Regions from separate parts of the Mus musculus genome. Here regions 1, 2, 3, 5, 6 and 7 are each linked to region 4. Evidence: chromatin contacts called from public ChIA-PET and promoter capture Hi-C data. All regions are on one chromosome and are shown on one strand. The core of a region is the stretch at or near the end of the contact, and the rest is flanking DNA. Distances in the headings are between cores, read along the strand shown.

Region 1 (2,700 bases), core at 177-2,676, 210 kb before region 4:
ACTATCCAAACGAACACTACTTGGTAGTAATTAGTGCCTTGCAGGGAGCCACTTCCACTAGGGAAAGCTGACTGCCTTCCCCTCAATACAGCCCGCCCTCCCGTCCTCAGTGACATGTACCTTCCTCATGAGCCCAGTCATTTCTTCCTGGACCCTCCTGCTAAATCTGTTGTTGCTACACCATCTGACCACAAGGCTGAGGTTCTGTGAGTGGACTTCTTTTTTCTTTTCCAGACACAGTTTCTTTGTGTAGCCCCAGCTGTCCTGGAACTCACTCTATAGACCAGTCTGGCCTCGAACACAGAGATTAGCTTGCCTCTGCCTCCCAAGCGCTGGAACTAAAGGCATGCGCCACCACTGCAGAGTGAGTGGCCATTTGAGATGAGCAGATCCATGGCCAGTGTACCTGACTGTTGTTAACACATTATGCTGCTTGTTTGCAGTTCGGGAGCAAGGGTCAGGGCAGCAAGCAACTACAAATTGTTTGTTCAGAGTTATTGTGGATGGGAGGCTCTGGGGAAGAAAGCTGCTGTTTTTAATTGCTGGGAGAATTTTGCTTCCCCTGGGACAGGCCCTCTGGGAATCATAACTGATGTTCCCTCCTTCCACTGGGCTCAGGATGCCCACAGTTAAACCGGTAACAGACATGTAGTGGGAATACCTCGGGTTTTTTTTTTTTTTTTTTTTTTTTTTTTTTTTTTTGTGTGTGTGTGTGTTCTTCATATGAATCCATGTAATTTACCCAATAGCACTTTTTGAAGGTTTAGCATGATCTAATAAAACAGCTTCACCTGATTTACCAACTGGGTCGGGTAGAGGCCGTCAGTCTTGTCAGTTCTCTGATTTGTAATGTGTTGATAGTTCGCAAATACTGGCTGTTGATATAAACTTAGGCCCAGTGCCTCACTCATCCCCACCCTCAAGGAATGGAGGCTGAACTTTGACTTGATCAGGCTATCCACCTCCCTCACCCTCTCTGCTCCCTCCCCCCCAATACTTTCCCAGCCCCTCACTACTCTGCCCCTGTCCCTGTATGTCCCTAGCACAGCCCCTCTCACCTCCCCAGTTCACTCTAGTTCTGCAGCCCAGGTCTCTCCATCTCCAGAGCACACCTTCAATCTCCTGGCTCACCTTTCCCCCAGCCCCTCTTGGAAAAGCCAGCCTCCTGAGACCAGACAGTGACCTCTCTTCCAATGCCATCTTCAGTCCTGCCTGCCCTTTCCATTCCTGTAGCCTCTCTTTACCCGAGGCACCCTCTCCATGGTCCTGGCGCCCCCAGATGCTACCCAGCCTGCTGCATCCTTCCACCTCTAGCGCATCCCTCTCCTGCATCCTTCCTTGCCCCGCACACCCGCTCCGCCCTCAGCCCCCCTCCTGCAGCGCACGCGCACTCCACACTCCCGAAGCCTCGCTTCCGGCCGGGGCGGGGCCTGGCGCGAGCCGGGCGCGGGCGCCGGCCATGCTCATCACGCTGTGCTACCTGTACCTGTGGGCGCGCTGGGGGCGCCGGCCGGCCGCGCTGGTGCTGTCCACGGTGCGGCGGCTGCGTGCTTCGCGCTGCTCCTTCACCTTCTGCCGCGCGGCCGCGCAGCCCAGGGACGCGCGCGTGTGCCTGAGCCAGGGCGGCCGCGTCTTCTGCGTCGGCGAGAGCCAGGTGGGCGGCGGGCGGGGTCGCCGCGTGGACGGGGCTCGGCTGCAGCTCGGCTCGCACAGCCCACGCGTGCACGGGAGCCCGGGAAGCCCTGCTGTGACCTGTGGGCCGCGGGCCAGCTGCCCCTCCCTGGTGTCTCCGGTCCTGCAGCTGCAGCAGGCACATCCCGGACATCCCTCGTGGCACCTAGTGTTCCCGTGGGCTAGCTTCTGGTCCTGTCGGAGGGTGATGGCCGCTGCCCCTCACTGGGAAGGGGGCACTCTGGCCGTTTGCACAGGTCGGCTGCAGGCAAGGGACCTGACTTCACAGTGCACTTCCTACCATACACTTCTGGACACACTTGTTTCCGTGAACACCATTCAGTGTTTTGCTTTTCAGCCGTCTCTGCCCTTTCCGCTTCCTTCTGGAAATCTGCCTCACTTTCAGCACTAAACTGAGAGTTTTTTTTCCCCCGTAGATGTCAAACCCTAACACCGATACGAGAATCATAATCTTACTTCAGGGTGAATATTTTTGTCAAGCTGCTTAGTAATGAGGATGGAATCGTGCTTCTAGGGAACTAACAAAGAAAGCACTCTAAGAAACACCGTGTGGGGATTGAGGATGGTTCAGTGGTTAAGGACACTTGTTGCTCTTGCAGAGCATCCATGTCTAGTTAGTTCCAAGTCCCCACATGGTGGCTCCTAACCATCTGTGACTCCAGTTCCAGAGAGTCCAAGGAATGCAGATGGCGCACGTACACACGTGGGGGCGGGACAGCTGTACACATAAAATTAAATGAATCTAAAGAAGAATACAGTGTGAATTACACACCGAGATCTCTCAGGCTTCCCAAGCTTACAGCTGTAGGAATAGACATGACTAGTACCACCTGGCGCAAGGAAGGTGCAGTGCACACAGATCTGCCCCTCTTAGAATATCTGGGCTCAGTTCTCTTAAACCATTTAAGAGACATCACAAAGAATAATCACCAATGGTGGACTTTTCCACTGTGGCAGTCTCTAAGCTGATTATTTAAAACAAAGCCTTTATTTAAAACAAAGTCTTTG
Region 2 (2,700 bases), core at 172-2,671, 170 kb after region 4:
CTGGACCACGAATGACGTGGTGCAGAATTTTTATAACCCGCTGCTGCCCAGTGGCATGAAGTTTGAAATCGGCCAGGCCCTGTACCTGGGCTTCATCTCCTCATCCCTGTCTCTCATCGGGGGCACCCTGCTCTGCTTATCCTGCCAGGACGAGGCCCCCTACAGACCCTACCCGCCCCAGTCCAGGGCCGGAGCTACCACCACGGCTACCGCCCCTGCCTACCGCCCACCAGCGGCCTACAAGGACAACCGTGCCCCCTCGGTGACCTCAGCCGCGCACAGTGGGTACAGGCTGAATGACTACGTGTGAGTTCCTTCCCCGGGCTTCTGCCAGGGATGCTGGGCCCCAAAGGACCAATGATGGATGTGGGAAGGATGCAGAGAGCAAGCCCGGAACACAGGGAAGGAGGTGCTCTTCAAAGCAAAGACTTCTAAAAAGTGCTGGTTTTTTATTTATTATATGTATTTATGCGGGTGGCTTAATAAGAGCTCAATAAAGAGTGTCTTGGAAGCGTGGCCCATCCATCGGGTTGGTTTGTCTCACGGGAACAAGCCGCGTGGAGGTGGTCTGTGAGGCGGGCAGCAGTAGCTCCTGCTGCATCTTCAAGGTGTGGAAAGCCTCATCTGAGTCCTGGGGATTTGGAGTATCCTGGTTATGCAGCCAAACTAAGGACCAGGAGCCCTGACCTTGACACTGAATCACTAGCATCCACTAGTGCATGATGGGAAAATCTAGAAAGCTGACTGCTGTGCCCCCAGGAAGTCACAGAGGCCCCTGTAAATCTAGAAGCAAGCCTCAAAGGACACCACACAGCAGAAAGTTAAGCGAGTGTTGCTGTCTACCTGAAAACGGTTCCCACTGTGTAGTGTGTGTGTGTGTGTGTGTGTGTGTGTGTGTGTGTGTGTGTGTGCGCGCGCGTGCGCGCGCCCGCACTTGTGTGTGAGAGAAAGGGGAAGGGGGGCAGCGTAGAGAGTGAAGGACAGTTCCCCAGAGTCTTACTCTACTGCCACCTTGTGGCAGAACCTGGGATCACACCATTCAGGTCATAGGCTTGCCCAAAGCCTCTCTTATCAGATAAGAGTCTTGCTGGCTCAACAGTTCTTCCTTTAATAAGTTACAAAGAGAAGCGGAAGAGGTTCTGGTACCTCTGCTTTCTGTGCGTTGGCACGAAGTTCAGTCAGGAGTGCTTGGCCCCCAGGGCTTAGCTGTAAATGTTACCCTCTTTTTCTAAGTCCTAGCTGCCGTGACAACAGGTTCTAGGGAGCTCCTTTACCTAGAAAAAGAAAATCCTAGAAAGTTGTGAGGACCCCAGTGTCCTTCCTGGTTCCAACCACATGACCAGAAAGCTGTCTGCTGTCTCCCTGAACCTCCCTCCCACACCCTACCCCAGGGAATCTAGAGCTGTGCTCACATCCTTTCTCTGCCCTGGCCTCTGCCAAAGGCTTTGAGTGGGGAGGACACACCCACTCAAGGGCTGAGCGTGAGAGTCCCCAGCACGAGAGTTGCAGTGGGGCAGGGTGAGGCTCAGTGGCTCAGCCTGGGGAGACCCTGGCCCATGATCACAAAGGGTAAAACTGAATATCCAAACGGAATGTGGAGAAAGGGTCACAGCCCAAGCCCTAGACCTACACAGGCGTCAATGATGTCATAACCCTGTATTAGTTATGATCCTAATTACAGCCACCTGTCAGTGACTGGGGCAAAGTTCAATCGGTGAGTGCTTACCCAGCGCTGGGTTAGAGCCCCAGCCCCACATAAAGCCAGGCGTGGAGAGGCACACCTGTTAGCGAAGAAATTGGGAAGTGGAGATCAGAAGGTCGGAAGTTCAAAGCCATCCTTGGCTACACAGCCAGTTCAAGGCCAGTCTGTGCTAACCAACACACCTCACCTGTTAAGATGCGACTCAAGGGAAGGAGGGCCTATTTTGGCTACAGTCTGAGGGCTCAGTCCAGCGCAGCATCAGGACTGTGAGCATGGACATGTCGAATCCAGTCAGGAAGCAGTAAAAGATGGACCCGGGTTCTCAGCCAGCTTTCTCCCTGCCGTCAGCCCTGCACCCTAGCCCACAGAACCGTGCTACCCACAGTTTGTGCGGCTCTTCCATCCTTCCTCAGTTTACCAACCTCAAATCATCCTCACAGATGTGCCCGGTAATTAATCTGCTAGACGATTCTAGAGCCGTGGTTCTGTTTTTCTTTTCTTTTTTAAAATTTATTTATTTATTTTATGTATATGAGTGAGTACACTGTAGCTGTCTTCAGACGCACCAGAAGAAGGCCTCAGATCCCATTACAGATGGTTGTGAGCCACCATGTGGTTGCTGGGATTTGAACTCAGGACCTCTGGAAGAGCAGTCAGTGCTCTTAACTGCTGAGTCATCTCTCCAGCCCGAGCCTTGGTTCTTAACCGTCCCAATGCTACGACCCTTTAATACAGTTCCTCATGCTGTGGCGACCCCAACCATAAATTATTTTGTTGCTACTTCATAGCTGTGATTTTGCTTCTATTATGAATTGTAATGTAAATATTTGATATGCTGGATATCTGATATCTGGCCCACCAAGGCATCTTGACCCAAGGGTGAGAACCATTGTTCTAGAGTAGTTGACAAAGTTCACTGTCACAGCCTCTAGTGTCATGCTTTGCCCTGACATCACAGGGCTCTCGGGACTCTTAGGAAGCTTGGGGTGGGGGACTTG
Region 3 (2,700 bases), core at 9-2,508, 240 kb before region 4:
TACCATGCAAAGCCCATGTCCTCAGCTGTTTGCTTTTCAAGGACGGAGGAGCAATCGCGAGCCCAGTGGGCCCATTAGCACCTCCGTTCACTCTGGGCTCTACCCACCAGACCTTCAGGAACTTACTTGTGGGTTAGGCCAAGCTAAGCACGAGAGAGGAGTCCTTCCCCCGGGTTTTGGTTTTGTTTTCAAAGTTATTATAGACGTGGTGCCGCTTTCTGGATTGACTATTGCCTACAACAGTCACATTTAGCTTACCGGACGTTCAGTTCTGGTCAGTTCAGCATCTCCGGGGGGAGGCGACATCCACGGTCTCCACGGGGCTGGAATGGAACTGGAAACAAGCACCAGGAGAGACTGAACTCCTGGCGTTTCTGCCGCCCCGCCCCCCCAAAGGTTACTATGAGGTTGATACCATAGTGTCTGTTTGACAAAGAGTCCCTGCACACACCATGATCCCTTAAGGTCTGTCTGCCGATGGGCCAGTCAGTACTTTACCTGTTCCTGCCTCCTGAAGAATTCTCCGGGCTCTGCTTCCTAGTACACTCTGAGATGGGAAGCCCCAAATCTAACCTATTATTAGGGCGCGTGTGAGTGGAGATTATTTTTTCTCCTAGCAAATCTCTCATTGATACCTCAAATTTTTCTAATACAGATGGTTGGTTTCAAGTACACCACCTCTGCTGCTGGAGACTCCTTAGACTACTATGCCAAAGGCGTTTCTGCATCGCCAAACTGCTCCGCTTCCTACCTACCCAGCTAATCTGATTTCCTTAAACTTCACAGCTTTAAAGATAGCGATGTCCCTGGATGGGCAAACACCGATCCCCAGCGTAGGGCAGGAGACTGTCACTTTGTGATAGACCGCAGGATCCTTTTATAAATTTCTTATGGGGCCCCCAGCCTTCAGTATTTTCCAGCTGGATCAATTTCAGATCCTCAATACACGCAAGTGTTGCCCATTTCCTTGCCAGATATCCGCGGGGTCCCTGCACTTCAGACAGGAGTTTGCAGTAGTCGATCTCAGGTTAAGGAGCTCAGTGTCTGGGTGCACCTCCACCGGGGCCACAGGACACCCTCACCTTTCGGGCCCGCGTGGCAGCGGTAGCCTCCCGGGATCATCCCCCGGACAGTGGCAGAGGCGTCCCCGCGCCTCCCGGACTCCGGCCGCCTCCGGTCTCATGGTGCGGGTGTCGCGCGAATCTCTCAGCCCGACGGCGCCTGGTCCCCCTGGCTGAACGCGCTCACCTACCCGCTCACTCGGCGCCAGGTTTAAAAACTGGGGCGGGGCGGGGAGGGGACTCGGGGAAACTGCGCCCCGTGGGGAGGGGGAGGGCAAGGGACCTCGGGAAGGGACGGAGGAAGCAGAGGGTGGAGACCAGAAAGGCTCAAGGAAGAGAGCAGGGTCGGGACGGCGGGGAGGGGTGTGTGTCCAGAGTGGAGAAAGGACAAAAGAAAACCAGGAGGGTCACTGGCGGAGCGGGAAGCGCAGGGCGGGACAGACGGCCTACAGGGCCTCCGAGATGACGGGTGGCGGCTGCGCGTCCCGGGGAACAATTTTCCCCACTGCTGAGCAACTCCTGGGGCCGCTGCCCTCGGGGCTCTGATCCCTAAAAGCATGAAGCCCCACCCCGCACCCCAGTTCTCCCAGAGTTTCCCTTTCAGCACTGTGAGAGGTGGTGAGTGTGGGGCACAGAGTCCTCGCTACACCGAGGGTCAGGACAGCTCCACGAGTGGGTGACAGCTGGGTTTACGAAGCCAGGCGAGGGTTTAGGCGCAACCTCCGCACCGACGAAAGCCTTAAGATGGGGGAGGGGTGCTTCCTGTTAGGGGTCACCAGTCAGGACCCCGGGTACCCCTTTGCCCAATAACCTGTTCTCCAGTGCCAGGTGACTGCATGTGAACACTGTAGCTTGGTCTGTGTCATTTAAATTAAGTGACTCGGGTTTTAAAAACCGAGAGGGGTGGGGAATAAAATGTTTTCGAATGGTTTATTTAAGATCTGGGGAATATTTAACACCAATTAAGGGCAAATAGGAAAGAGGGAGTATTTACAAATTTTATTTACAGTATTAAAAGCCCTGAATATAAAGCAGGAAGCTGGGAGTGAGCAAACAATGTGAACTCACGAACACAGTTAAGGTGTCAGTGGTTTCTTGTTGTTTTAATAAAAAAACACCTAGATGTGGGTGCCTTTTAAAGAACTTTGATAACGTGTATCTGTGAGCCCAAAGAATGAAAAGGTATCTAGTGACAGCCAAGTGTTCCCAATAGTATGTAAAGGATGGGGGTATGTTATATAGCTGATAAAAACACACTCATGTTGAGCCATCACTCAGGAGGCAGAGGCAAGGGGATCTCTGTGAGTTCAAGGCCAGCCTGGTCTACAGAGTGAGTTCCAGGACAGTCTAAGGATGCACAGAGAAACCCTGTCTCAGAAACTTAAATAAATAAATAAATAAATTTGTGCAGGTCTCTTTTCTCTCCTAGTCCTGTGTCTGAAATCCAGGAACTCTACGGAGTCCTGAACACTATGGAAAATTAGATAAAAGGTTATTTTTAGATCATTTTATCTTATGTGTGTTTTACCTGCATGCAGGTCTGCCCACCATGTTACCTTTCCATCCTCTGGAACTGGAGTTACAGACGGTTGTGAGCCACCATATGGCCGTTGAGAACCAAATCTGAGTCCTCTGCAAG
Region 4 (2,700 bases), core at 144-2,643:
AAAAGAGAGAAATGGAGGAGGGGGGAGCAAAAGCAGAGGCGAGAGAGAAGTAAGGAGAAGGGAAAAAATTATAATGGAGAGAGAGCAGGAGGAGGAGGAGAAGAAAGAAGAAGAAGAAGAAGAAGAAGGAGAAGGAGAAGGAGAAGGAGAAGGAGAAGGAGAAGGAGAAGAAGAAGAAGAAGAAGAAGAAGAAGAAGAAGAAGAAGAAGAAGGAGAGATAGAGAGAGAGAAAGAAAGAGAAAGAGGGAGAGAGAGAGAGAGAGAGAGAGAGAGAGAGAGAGAGAGAGAGAGAGAGAGAAGACCAGCATGGACTGGTATGGAAGGAAGGAAAGAAAGAGAAGCCAGTGAAAGGAGAGGAGGAGAGGGCCAGGAAAGAAAGGAAAGGGGGAAAGAACAACCGGAACGAACTAGCCTGCCTGTGTCAGCTTGGCAAACACTAACCCAGGAATAACGCTTGGTTTTCCCGACTCTGCCCAGAGCTTATACGTGATTGGATTGTCCCTCAGCCTTAGCTTAGGCCTGGGCCGAAGCCCCGGCGCGGCCTCCCCAGACGCGGCCACGGTAGCCAGGAGGCCGCGCGGGCTTCTCCGCGCACGGAAGCCTCCTTTCTGCAGCCGGCCGCTCAGCTCCCCCGCGCCTCGGACGCCCACCTGCAGCCTCACCTTCCGGGAAGACCGCGCGCATCTTCAGGTAGCTGGTGGTGAGTCGGATGATGGACGCTTTGTCCAGCTGCGAGGTGATGGCCGAAGGCAGCGGGAGCAGCTTGGCCAGCTCGTAAAACTCGCCATTTTCCTTCTCCCTCCTGGTTTTGGCCGCATTTTTGGACTTCTCCTTCATCGCGCCTCGGCTCTGGGCATATTAGACCTCGCTGCGCTCCAGGCCCGCGGAGTCCCGCTTGGGCTGCGGCAGCCGGAATGGGGACAGGGACGCCAGGGGTCAGGTGAGTCGGGGTGCCGGGCTCGGGCAGGTGCGGGAGACCGGCCTGGAGCACCCAACGTCTTCTGCAAGGCGCCAGCCCTGAGTCCGTCGCAAACCAGCTGCGCAGCCCCCCTCTCTGTCTGAGGCTGGAGGCTGGACCGTCCCGTGTGGACCTGATCCCAGCTCGCTCTTCCTTCTGGTCTCCAGTATCTCCCGCCTCGACCTTCCTGGGGCTGTGGTTGGCGGGCGAGCAGGCGCCGACCCTGTTTAGTCCTTAAAGGAGGGCTTGTACCCGCTGCCGCGAGGGCCCTCGGAAGGCAAGGGCGGCAGCGGCGGCGGCCGCCGCGGAGCCATGGGGCGGGAGCGGAGCGAGGTGGCAGTGGCCAGTGCCAAGCCTGAGCTCGGTGCGCTTTCCTGCCCTCCCCGGCGGTTCCGGCTTCCTTAGTCCGGTCGTCCGGAGCCCGCGATCGGTGGCGGGGCGCAGTTGCTCCGCGGTCCACGTGTGACCGAGCTGCGTTTGTTTATGGCAGACCCGCCTTCGGGCGGAGACTGGGCTGCGCGGGACCGCGGGAGGGGGGAGGGGAGGGGCCGTGGCGGGGGCGGTGAGCCTCGCCTCCGACCCCCGCCGCGGCCCGTGAGTCGCCGGCGCGCCTCCGCGTCGCCACCTCCAGGGACTGTCCCCACGAGAGACCGGCGCGCTCCCGGGGTAAGGTAAGCCGTGGTGAGTGCACGAGAAGCGTCGCGCCTACCCGCTCCGAGGTTGAGTGTCAGGGCCTGGGATCGAGGATGAGCGGCCGACGCGGTAAAGAAGGAAGGAGGGAGGGCTGCAGTGCTGGTTTCCACGGAGGCTCCGGGCAGGTCACCCGCGGGCGCGGCCCAGAAAAGGCGGCGCTAACAGCTGGCTAAGTGCCCGGCGACGGGGTGGCAATCCTGGTCTCACACTTGCACCTTCCTTGGGTGGCCGATCCGCGAGTCTAAAGGGGTGGCCCGAGGAAAAATTACTCCTTTCCCCTCCACTCATCCACACGCACGCGTGCACGACGCCTTCCAGGAGAGAGAGAGAGAGAGAGGGAGAGAGAGAGAGAGAGAGAGAGAGAGAGAGAGAGAGAGAGAGAGAGAGAGAGAACACGGGGTGGGCCAGAGGGCACGCGGGAGCGCTGAACCCAAGGGGCGCTAGCGGCAACAGGGCAATCGACTTTGGGCCAAAGCTTCAGGTCGACAATAATAGAGCCTTGGTAACCGGGAACGCTGATGCGACCCTCAGAAGTGGAGCAGAGGTAGCTGGCGAAGGGAGATTCAGTCACTGAGTGCAAGCATTCTCCCACTGCGCCACACTAGGTTAAATAATCTTGTGTCTTCCCTGCTGCTGAGGCCCGGATAGATGCCGGCACTACAGTCCCCTCGGGCGCTCAGGCGGTCGCGGTCGCCCGAACCCATCCACACTCCTCTTTGGAGCCTAAATCTTCCGACGCGGGTCAGATGCCATTTCCCAGGCGTCTTGGATCCCAGACAGAGACGCAGAGAGGTCTCAGCGCAGTTCTTTTTGTCGTCGTGGACCCCGTGGCTCGCTTGGTGGCTGTAAAGTTATAGGATGCAGAGAGTCTGACCTTGGAAACCCAGTGCCCGACACGGGATTTCCATATCCTGGCCACTGCTCCATTCCTCTCCCTCCAGTCCTCTTCCAAGCCCGAGAAAAGCTTGCAGGCCGACCAGCTCCTGGTCCTGCAGACTTCCCCACCCGCGCCGGGGGAGCTGGGCCTCCTAACCACTCGCGTGAAGCAG
Region 5 (2,700 bases), core at 49-2,548, 150 kb before region 4:
CAGGTTCTTGCCACATAGCTCTGGCCAGACTGCAACTTACTTTGTTGACTGGAGATCGGATCAAAGGTGTGCTGTGCGGCACCACCGTGTTGGGGTGATTTACCCACATGGGAGGGTCAAAGCAGACTTCTCCAGGTTCGCTTTGTCCCTTGGTGAGAGTCTTCCCGGTTGTGTGGGGGTTGGTGACTGAGCTCCTGAGCCGAGGCAGCACCTCGGGAACCGGGTCTGGGAAACCGAGTCCTCCCTGTAAGGGAAGAGTCTGCAGGTATCAGACATGGCCCGTGTGGCTGGGACAGCAGCAGCTGGCTTGGGGACTGTCAGGGGAGGAGTCGCACAGGTGTTTGCAGATGTTTCTCACACATTGCCGAACCTTGCTCGGCTTGGGGTCAGATTTCACCTGGAGAGTGCTGTGAGCAGAATCCCAGTGGAGTTCTGACCCAGGCAGAAGATATCCTTAGTGCTATCCTTTGACAGCCCTGTGCGGTGTGGTGGATACCGGGCTGTGTGTGATTACCAGTGGCTATGCAGTGTTTAAAGTACTAATAATAGGAGAAACTGGGCGGTTTCCTCCCATAGAACGCACAGTTGGTTTATTAGCCTCCAATTTACATGGAATCCACCACAGGCCGGCAAAATGGAACTCCTCAGACTCAGCTTCTAAAGCTGCCCTTGGTGGCAGGCTCTGCTGTGGTCAGGTAGTCCCTGGTTGGACACTCGTGTGTCCTTCTCTGGGTCTTGCTTCTTTCCCAGTCAGTGATTGGTTAGGAGCTGTCAAAGGGACTGTGCTGTGTAGCAGGATATAGTGAGGTTTTCTTGCCACCGGGAGCCCCTTTGCTGGCCTGCTGTCTGGAGGGACCATGCTACAGGAGTGCTCTGTCTTAGTCACTGCCTTCCGTTGCTGTGAAAATTCCCGTCACTTTTCCCAGAGTTTGGATGCTCCAGATTCCAGGAAGGGAGAAAGTGAAATTTTTTTGTGTGTTGTTTGTTTTGGTTGTGTGTTTTCAAGACAGGGTTTCTCTTTGCAGCCCTGGCTGTCATGGAACTCACTCTGTAGTCTGGCCTCGATCTCACAGATAGATCTGCCTGCCTCAGCCTCCAGAGTGCTGGGATTAAAGGTGTGCACCACCACTGCTGGGTGAGAAAGTTAAAAATCCCAACCTGTGTCCAAGAGGGTCTTCTCTCTCATATTAGCTCAGAGGCTACATCTTCCTGAAGCTCAGCCACCAAGAGCCTGTGCACGTCCTTCCAGGACGCCCTAGCCTGTGCCTAGCCTGTGCTCATGTCCCCTAGCCTGTGCCTAGCCTGTGCTCACGTCCCCTAGCCTGTGCCTAGCCTGTGCTCACGTCCCCTAGCCTGTGCTCACGCCTGTGCTCACGTTTTTGCTTGTCTGCCTTTTCACTTCCTCAGGATTTCCTAAGGAATGACTTAGGAGCTTCAGTACATCCTGCAAGGTTGGGTGGGAAGGGATACGACTGGGAAGGAAGGAAGGAAGGAAGGAAGGAAGGAAGGAAGGAAGGAAGGAAGGAAGGAGCATGGTGATATTCAAGTAGTCAAAGAGTCGCTTTCCTGGGAAAACAGAACTCTTCACACTGGCACAGCCAGCGAGCTGGACAGCACACTTCATGCTCGCTCGGCTGCCTGGATTAGGGCTTCCTGCAGGGCTGGGTCATCTCATACAGGTGTCACTGTGACATTGCTGTGTAGGTGCTCTGTACATTTTTATTGGGGCTGGGGTCATAGGTCAGCGAGATGGACTTAAAGCTTAAACATTTTACATTTTTTTTAATTGAGTAGATTTTAAAAAGAGGAGGAAGAATTGGGTTTTTTCCCATACATTCCACGAAGGTAGACATACATTTGCTCCTGTTCCCTGAGGTATTTAAGAACCAGACACCCATAAAAAGGGCTTGCGTGCCTTGTCTTTGATGACTCATTTTCTGATTTGCCCGCTTCTGGTTGCCTAGCAACTGCCGATGTTGTGACCGAAGCAGGACTAATCTATTTATCATGAGCCAAATGTGTCTCTGAGATAAAAAGCCTTATAGATTGGGAAGTGAAACTTCAGAACACAATCGCAGACGGTAATAATACTTTTAATCCAACGTTGATTTGTCAGATGGACAGCGGGTTTTGGGAGGGGAGGTGGCTCTAGAGGGACAGTTAGCATCAGGTCCCCATCTTAGCGGCACTCAAGTTACTGTGTTTACCAGACTGCCGCTCTGAGTGCTCACACTAAGTGCAAGCAAAAGCCCCCACGGTGTGCTTTTGAACACTAATATTGGGGTCTTGTTTCTGCGTGACTTTAAGATTATGGCCATTTGATTTTTTTTAATTAATTTTATTTAGGTATGATTTGTACTCAAGATAATACACCTGCTCTGGTGTGCAGTTTGATGAAAGGTTGTGTTTCCCTGTTCTGGGCTCTGTGGGTCCTCCTGAGCTCTCATCTCAGAGCCCAGCCTCACATCACCCCCCCTACACACACACACACACACACACACACACATACACACACACACACTTCTGCCCTCTACCACTATGGACGTCAGCCTGGCCTCTCTGAACTGTTGCCTAAATGGGATCCTGTTGTACATGTTTAGCTTACTATGTGTGTGCATGTTTGCGCATGTTCAGGTGCATGTGTGTGCGTGCATGCAGAGGTCATTGGTGGGATCCAACCCCCACCTCCACACCTTTCTT
Region 6 (2,700 bases), core at 180-2,679, 130 kb before region 4:
TGGAGGATTTTTTTAAAGTAGGGCAGTGATACTATATTTAAAACAAATTAAAATTAAAAAAATGAATTTAGGTAAACTGTTTTTGTGTTTGTAAAGGCCGTTTTCCGAAGAGAGATGCATGTTTACTTCTATACATGTGTGGTATGCGATCTCTCTCTCTTCCTCCCTCCCTCTCTCTCTCTCATGTGTGTTCAACCTCCCGTCCTTCCTTGAAGAAAACTGTAAGTTCCATGAAAAGCACAAAGTCGAGCTGAGGTGTTGCTCTCGGTGACTTCCTCAGGTCTTAGGTGCCCCCAAGTACTCAAATTTAAAACAAAAACCTCAGTCTGTATTCTCACCCTCTGAAAACCCAGGGGTCTAATTTCTCGTTATTTATGCCCCTAGTGAAAATATTTTAAAAATCTAAATTTGTATGCACATAAAGTTTTCATTTCTCACACCTCATACCACGCAGCCTCCTGTCACGGCCTTTACAAGTGTGTGCAGAATATGAGGCTCCCCGCCGGGCACCTGGCTGCTCTCAGGGTCACCATAAAGTATTCTACCCCGTGTTAAAAAAAAGAAAAGATACAATTAGCAGTGTTCTCATTATTGAAAATATTCCCATTAATGTATATTCTGATGTAATTTTATCCCATAATCCCCCAGAAGAGCCTCTGGGGGAAGTGGGTGTGGCCCCGAGCAAGGGTTGGTGCCAAGCTGCCCTCCTCCCGCATGCTTTCCCCCGGCCTTTCTGCCCTTGAGCTTCAAACTGTCACGCAGACCCAGGAGGCCAGGTGCGCTCTGACCTAGCCTTGACTTCTCCCAACAGCTGGGTTGAAGGACCAGGAGATGGCCCTTGAGGTAACTTCCCTCCTGTGACATATGTTAAAGCCAGTTCCTCTGCGTCTCCTGACCCTTGTGAAGGGGATTCCTCGGCCTCAGAAAATCTTCCCGCCTCTGACATGAGTGAAGGCAGTGTCTGAGGACAGAAGGGCAGACAGAAGCCAACCCTTCCTGTTCACGTTGTTTCTAAATTAACAGTGGAAGCACCATGCATTAGGTGTGAGAAAGGAGATCAATAGATGGCCCAGTGGGTAACGCAGCACTTGCTGTGTGAGTTGGGGGCAAGCCCCTGTGTGAAAACCAGATGACCTGGGGAGGCAGAGACAGGAGGATCCCTGGGGCTTGCTGGGCGGCCTGGCTAGCCAAATCCATGAGCCCCAGGTGAAAATACAAACGGAACACAACACAGCAGAGAGCCATTGAGGAAGACACTGGACATCCACATGGCCTGTTCATGTTATGCATTCTCACACTGGTGAACACACACACACACACACACACACACACACACACACACAGAGTGAGAGTGCACAGGAGTGAAGACTTGTAACTTAGTAATGGCAGCCAGGAGGTGACAGGACCCACCTGGCCTGTTGGGTGAGTTCTTTCTGCGTCCAGATGTGGCCCTGACTGCCTCTCCACAACTTTCTGTGGTAGCAAGAAAGTAAGCTTGGTTGAGGGCGGTGATCCTTCTGCAGGGAGCTCCTTACCAGGGCAGCAGGCCCTGCTCCTACCAGTAGTGCTGGAGCCAGAAGCCAAAGCAGCCCGGCCTCCTGCTGACAGTCCTTCAGTATCAATTTCTGACGGCCCCTAAGTAAAAACACACATGCTCTGGTGTGGAGTTAATTTTAAAGTCGTGATAAAACAACTTTTCGGATTCTTTGCAGTCCGGGGGCACTGTAACTAGGGCCCCAGGGTGCTGTTTCAGATGCAGTTTTCTCCGGTTCCTTTGCCTGCTCTGTCCCCCAGAGAGTCTGAAGCAGCAACAGCTTAGGTCTTTCTGTTCAGCATTCCGAGGGCGAGGAGGCTTGTGTGGGACTCTCAGGTGGGTCCAAAAGTCTGAGGGTCGGGTTTGAACACACTTGCTATACACACAACATTAGACATGCTCGTGCAATTAAGCTGGAGGATTGCTGGAGCGGCGGTATGGGGGCTGAGAGGGGCTTCTTACACTGCGAAGCTCCGCAGACCAAGTCTTGTGAGGAAGGGAACTGTGAGAGGTAACTGATGGAACGGCTCCTCTCCCGCGTCATCTGCATCACCCGGTCAGTGTCTCATGGGACTTCCCGAAATTCAAAATGCAAAATGCAGGGTGTAGGGGTCATCTGAGGACTGAAGTTGGGTTTGAAGTTGGGTTTGTTAAAAATCTCCTTTTTAACATTGTTGTTATTGTGTGGGTAGGGTGGGGGTTCATGCCACGCTACGTGTGTGAAGGTGAGAGGGTTTTGTAAACTGGGTCTCTCCTTCTAGCTTTATGTGGCTTCCAGTGATTCAAACTCAGGTGACCACATTTTACCCATGGAGCTATCTCGCTGGCCCAGAAATCTTTCTGTCATGGCACGGCTGAGAGAAGATTCACCTAAAATAAATCATCTTTCTTTTTTAATGAGTTAACCCATTAAAGAAGAAAGAAAGGAAGAAAGGAAGGAAGAAGGAAGGAAGGCTGGCTGGCTGGAGAGATGGCTCAGATATTGAGAGCACTGGCTGCTCTTCCAGAGGTCCTGAATTCAATTCCCAACAACTCCCTGATGGCTCACAACCATCTGTAATGGGAGCCAATGCTTTCTTCTGGGGTGTGTGTGTGTGTGTGTGTGTGTGTGAAGACAGCTACAGTGTACTCACATACATAAAATAAGCATATCTTCTAGAAAAGAG
Region 7 (2,700 bases), core at 15-2,514, 200 kb after region 4:
ATGGGCAAAGCACAGAGCACAGGAGCTAGGCTCAGTATTACTATTTTGAGACAAGGTCTCACCTAGCCCAGGCTGGACTCAAACTCACTACTGTTGAGAATCTCAAACTTCAGATCTGTACCGTATGGGTATTGGGGATACATGCCTGGCACCACAGAGCTCTTCCTAGTTTAGTATTCTAAAATACTGAGAACCCACTTGTAACAATGTAGCAAATAGCCGGGCCGTGGTGGCCCACGCCTTTATTCCCAGCACTTGGGAGTCAGAGGGTTCGAGGTCAGCCTGGTCTACAGAGTTCTAGGACAGCCAGGGCTACACAGAGAAACCCTGTCTTGAAACAACAAACAAAACAAACAAAAACAATGTAGCAAATGTTAAGAAAGCTAATCTTCTCAGCATTCCTTGCTTTCCCCAGGCCTCAGAACTTAGTACACTGGACTAGGTGGCAACCCGACTTGAGTTGCTGCCTTCAGTTTTAAACAAAGGAATGAAAACGTGAGCTCCGCGTAGAACCTCCCCGTATCCTCCCGCCTGTCCATTTACCCTGACGGCGGTGTCCACCCCCGCGGATGCCAGCCTGTGGATCTTCCAGGTTGCCCCATGCTGGAAGTCCAGGCTGTACACTGGCTCCTTGTTGTGCCAGGCGATTTCACACGTGATCACTTTCATCCTCCAGAGTTTCCGCCAGGCAAAGGGAGGCTGGAAACGTTAGCAAAGAGTTAAACAGCGACCCTGGAACATGAAGGGCGAGCCGGGGAAAGAGCACAGAAGCCATTAGCGACGCCGACGGCTCAGACACCTGCAATCTTCAGCTAAAATGCTCCCGCAGGTAGAGAGACTTCCACCAGTGTACGGTTCCGGAAGAGAAAGAAACCAAACACCCCAGACGGAGGCGAGGACGGGCAGCACAGAGCATCGTGTTGAGGTGGGGTCCCAGAGACCGGTACCGGAGTACTGGCTATCATCCCGGGGAGCAGCAAGGGAGGGAGTTCACGGGGAGGGGCGCGGGTCCGGGCGGCCCAACCCGGCCTGGCGGAAGGCGCGCGAGTCCCGGTCCCGGTGGGGACTGTGGTCTGGGACGAACTGCCTTCTGCCTGCGCCCGCGCTGAGATCAGAACTCACGGCCCCGGTGAGGAGCTGCAGCCCAACCCAGGTCAGAAGCGCGGAAGCCGGGTATCAGCAAACCTACCTGCAGTAACTCGGTCCACCCGGGGCCGCCACAGCCCGCAGCTTCCCGCGCGCCGCAGGCCACGCCTCCGGTCACGCCTCCTCGGGGCGGAGTTCCGGGGCGTCCCGCCTCCGCGTGGGCGGGGCTGTCACAAGACAAAGTCTCTGAATGGGAGGGTCCAGGGCATCCCTCCTCCCAGTGGCCAGCAATCTCCCGGCACCTTGGCTTCCGGTGGGCGGAGCTCTGGGCTCTTTTCTTTCTCGTGGGCGGGGCTGTCGCGGCTCGTGGCTCCTGTTGGGCGGGACTGGGAATCCCATTCCCGCGCCTCGGAGGAGTCCAGGCTCGTCCAGCTTTGACGTGCTAACCCGAGATGCAAGACGTCCTACCTACCACGCGTCAGTGTCACATGCTCATCGGACAGATCTTCCCGCCTGGAATTTACGGTCTAGAAAGAAAAGCGGGACTAGAGACGCAGGCAGCTGATTGCACGCTTAGCCAACAGCAGCGGTTCTGTCACCAGCCCCTGCCGGTGATCTCAGCACTCCAGAGGACCCTAAGAGGAAGGTTATCCTCAGCTACAGAGAGTTCCAGGCCAGCCTGAACTAAAGACTAAACAAAAAATATATAACATTTCTTATAGGGCAGATGGGAAACTTTGGGACTCATCTAATATAACCAAATAAGAGTGTCCCAGGCAGTGGATATTTGAGAGCTGTCCTGCCCCACCAAATATCTCAAAATGGCTCTGGAGTTTCAAAATGTCAATAAAACAGCAATGCCTTCGCCCTCTCTTAGCGATGTGACAGACGCCTAGAATGGTTGTTATGATGGTAATCCCAACACTCTGAAGGTGGAAATGGGAAGATGATCAGGAGTTCAAGGTCAACCTTAACTACACAGCAAGATTGAGGCCAGCCTCATGAATGTGTAGGAACTTCCATTCCAATTATGTAATGGTTAATTTATCCACCATGACCTTCTCAATAATGTCACATATTTTTTAAAGATTCTTGTCTCCTATGGTTTTGACTTCTTACAGGCCAGCATATGAAAGTTAAGGTTTTTTTTGTTTTTGTTTTTGTTTTTGTTTTTTTTTTTTTCCAAGACAGGGTTTCTCTGTACAGCCCTGGCTGTCCTGAAACTCATTCTGTAGACCAGGCTGGCCTCGAACTCAGAAATTCACCTGTCTCTGCCTCTCAAGTGTTGAGATTAAAGCCATACACCACCACTGCCCGGCGAAAGTTGGGTTTTTATAAAGAAATGATCTCAAGAGCTGGAGAGGACTCAGCATGTAAGAGCACTGGCTGCTTTGGTCAAGGCCCTGGGTTCAGTTTCCAGAACCCACATGGTGGATCATGACACAGTTCCAGTTAACCCAACACCCTTTTCTGACCTCCAAAAGCACCAGGCACACATATGGTGCACATGCATACATACTGTGATGGCTTGTATATGGTTTGCCCAAGGAGTGGCACTATTAGAAGGTGTGGCTTTGTTGGAGTAGGTGTGTCACTGTGGGTATGGGCTATAAG

The links. Promoter capture Hi-C pulls out the DNA fragments that hold promoters and counts their contacts. ChIA-PET counts read pairs in DNA pulled down with a chosen protein or histone mark. Capture Hi-C pulls out chosen DNA fragments and counts their contacts.
Region 1: a contact with region 4 is called in a promoter capture Hi-C map of adipose tissue. The contact joins the promoter of Hlcs here to the promoter of Sim2 in region 4. A contact is called at or near these places in 1 of 39 promoter capture datasets (embryonic stem cells), 4 of 115 datasets of contacts at active chromatin or transcription factors (embryonic forebrain, embryonic midbrain, embryonic stem cells and 1 more) and 2 of 9 other capture datasets (adipose tissue and liver).
Region 2: a promoter capture Hi-C map of embryonic stem cells shows a contact between it and region 4, with 32 read pairs. The contact joins the enhancer-like site here to the promoter of Sim2 in region 4. A contact is called at or near these places in 1 of 39 promoter capture datasets (embryonic stem cells), 10 of 484 Hi-C or Micro-C datasets (B cells, Th2 cells, embryonic stem cells and 1 more) and 12 of 115 datasets of contacts at active chromatin or transcription factors (craniofacial prominence, embryonic hindbrain, embryonic midbrain and 4 more).
Region 3: a contact with region 4 is called in a promoter capture Hi-C map of embryonic stem cells, with 14 read pairs. The contact joins the promoter of Ripply3 here to the promoter of Sim2 in region 4. A contact is called at or near these places in 18 of 39 promoter capture datasets (the 3T3-L1 cell line, cranial neural crest, embryonic stem cells and 7 more), 1 of 15 datasets of contacts at CTCF or cohesin (embryonic stem cells), 28 of 484 Hi-C or Micro-C datasets (Th1 cells, differentiating embryonic stem cells, embryonic stem cells and 2 more), 18 of 115 datasets of contacts at active chromatin or transcription factors (embryonic stem cells, epiblast stem cells, large pre-B cells and 3 more) and 2 of 9 other capture datasets (adipose tissue and liver).
Region 5: an RNA polymerase II ChIA-PET map of memory CD8 T cells shows a contact between it and region 4, with 32 read pairs. The contact joins the enhancer-like site here to the promoter of Sim2 in region 4. A contact is called at or near these places in 6 of 39 promoter capture datasets (the 3T3-L1 cell line, cranial neural crest, embryonic stem cells and 3 more), 16 of 484 Hi-C or Micro-C datasets (CD8 T cells, cortical neurons, embryonic stem cells and 5 more), 24 of 115 datasets of contacts at active chromatin or transcription factors (CD8 T cells, the HPC-7 cell line, acute myeloid leukemia and 14 more) and 3 of 9 other capture datasets (adipose tissue, liver and pancreatic islet).
Region 6: a promoter capture Hi-C map of cranial neural crest shows a contact between it and region 4. The contact joins the enhancer-like site here to the promoter of Sim2 in region 4. A contact is called at or near these places in 4 of 39 promoter capture datasets (cranial neural crest, embryonic stem cells, maxillary cranial neural crest and 1 more), 2 of 484 Hi-C or Micro-C datasets (embryonic fibroblasts and nephron progenitors), 8 of 115 datasets of contacts at active chromatin or transcription factors (the HPC-7 cell line, bone marrow-derived macrophages, craniofacial prominence and 4 more) and 3 of 9 other capture datasets (adipose tissue, liver and pancreatic islet).
Region 7: an RNA polymerase II ChIA-PET map of memory CD8 T cells shows a contact between it and region 4, with 9 read pairs. The contact joins the promoter of Chaf1b here to the promoter of Sim2 in region 4. A contact is called at or near these places in 3 of 39 promoter capture datasets (cranial neural crest, liver and stem cell-derived epiblast-like cells), 3 of 115 datasets of contacts at active chromatin or transcription factors (craniofacial prominence, embryonic stem cells and memory CD8 T cells) and 2 of 9 other capture datasets (adipose tissue and liver).

The regions. Positions count from the first base shown.
Region 1 is chr16:94,289,017-94,291,716 of GRCm38.p6, reverse strand. Hlcs (holocarboxylase synthetase (biotin- [propriony-Coenzyme A-carboxylase (ATP-hydrolysing)] ligase)) reads left to right here and starts at 1,426. Exons shown (of 11, transcript NM_001360045.1): 1 at 1,426-1,654. The coding sequence starts at 1,460.
Region 2 is chr16:93,916,847-93,919,546 of GRCm38.p6, reverse strand. It overlaps Cldn14 (claudin 14), which reads left to right. Exons shown (of 2, transcript NM_001165925.1): 2 at 1-516. The coding sequence ends at 310. Among named protein-coding and RNA genes, the nearest start is that of Gm31012, 11 kb to the left of the region's middle. Within about 2 kb of position 1,421, at least 87 of the 459 cell types and tissues checked have an H3K27ac peak or open chromatin away from gene starts, as enhancers often do. A contact at or near this core is called in Th2 cells, embryonic stem cells and memory CD8 T cells, where this site is marked.
Region 3 is chr16:94,326,980-94,329,679 of GRCm38.p6, reverse strand. Ripply3 (ripply transcriptional repressor 3) reads right to left here and starts at 1,258. Exons shown (of 4, transcript NM_133229.2): 1 at 1,083-1,258; 2 at 259-334. The coding sequence starts at 1,183.
Region 4 is chr16:94,083,953-94,086,652 of GRCm38.p6, reverse strand. Sim2 (single-minded family bHLH transcription factor 2) reads right to left here and starts at 1,393. Exons shown (of 11, transcript NM_011377.2): 1 at 663-1,393. The coding sequence starts at 837. It overlaps Gm31175 (a long non-coding RNA gene), which reads left to right and starts at 1,509. Exons shown (of 6, transcript XR_876272.2): 1 at 1,509-1,629.
Region 5 is chr16:94,236,244-94,238,943 of GRCm38.p6, reverse strand. All of the region lies in intron 5 of Hlcs (holocarboxylase synthetase (biotin- [propriony-Coenzyme A-carboxylase (ATP-hydrolysing)] ligase)), which reads left to right. Among named protein-coding and RNA genes, the nearest start is that of Hlcs, 53 kb to the left of the region's middle. Within about 2 kb of position 1,298, at least 51 of the 459 cell types and tissues checked have an H3K27ac peak or open chromatin away from gene starts, as enhancers often do. A contact at or near this core is called in cortical neurons, group 2 innate lymphoid cells, memory CD8 T cells and 2 more, where this site is marked.
Region 6 is chr16:94,215,365-94,218,064 of GRCm38.p6, reverse strand. All of the region lies in intron 6 of Hlcs (holocarboxylase synthetase (biotin- [propriony-Coenzyme A-carboxylase (ATP-hydrolysing)] ligase)), which reads left to right. Among named protein-coding and RNA genes, the nearest start is that of Hlcs, 74 kb to the left of the region's middle. Within about 2 kb of position 1,429, at least 9 of the 459 cell types and tissues checked have an H3K27ac peak or open chromatin away from gene starts, as enhancers often do.
Region 7 is chr16:93,882,465-93,885,164 of GRCm38.p6, reverse strand. It overlaps Chaf1b (chromatin assembly factor 1, subunit B (p60)), which reads right to left and starts at 1,264. Exons shown (of 14, transcript NM_028083.4): 1 at 1,190-1,264; 2 at 544-699. The coding sequence starts at 669.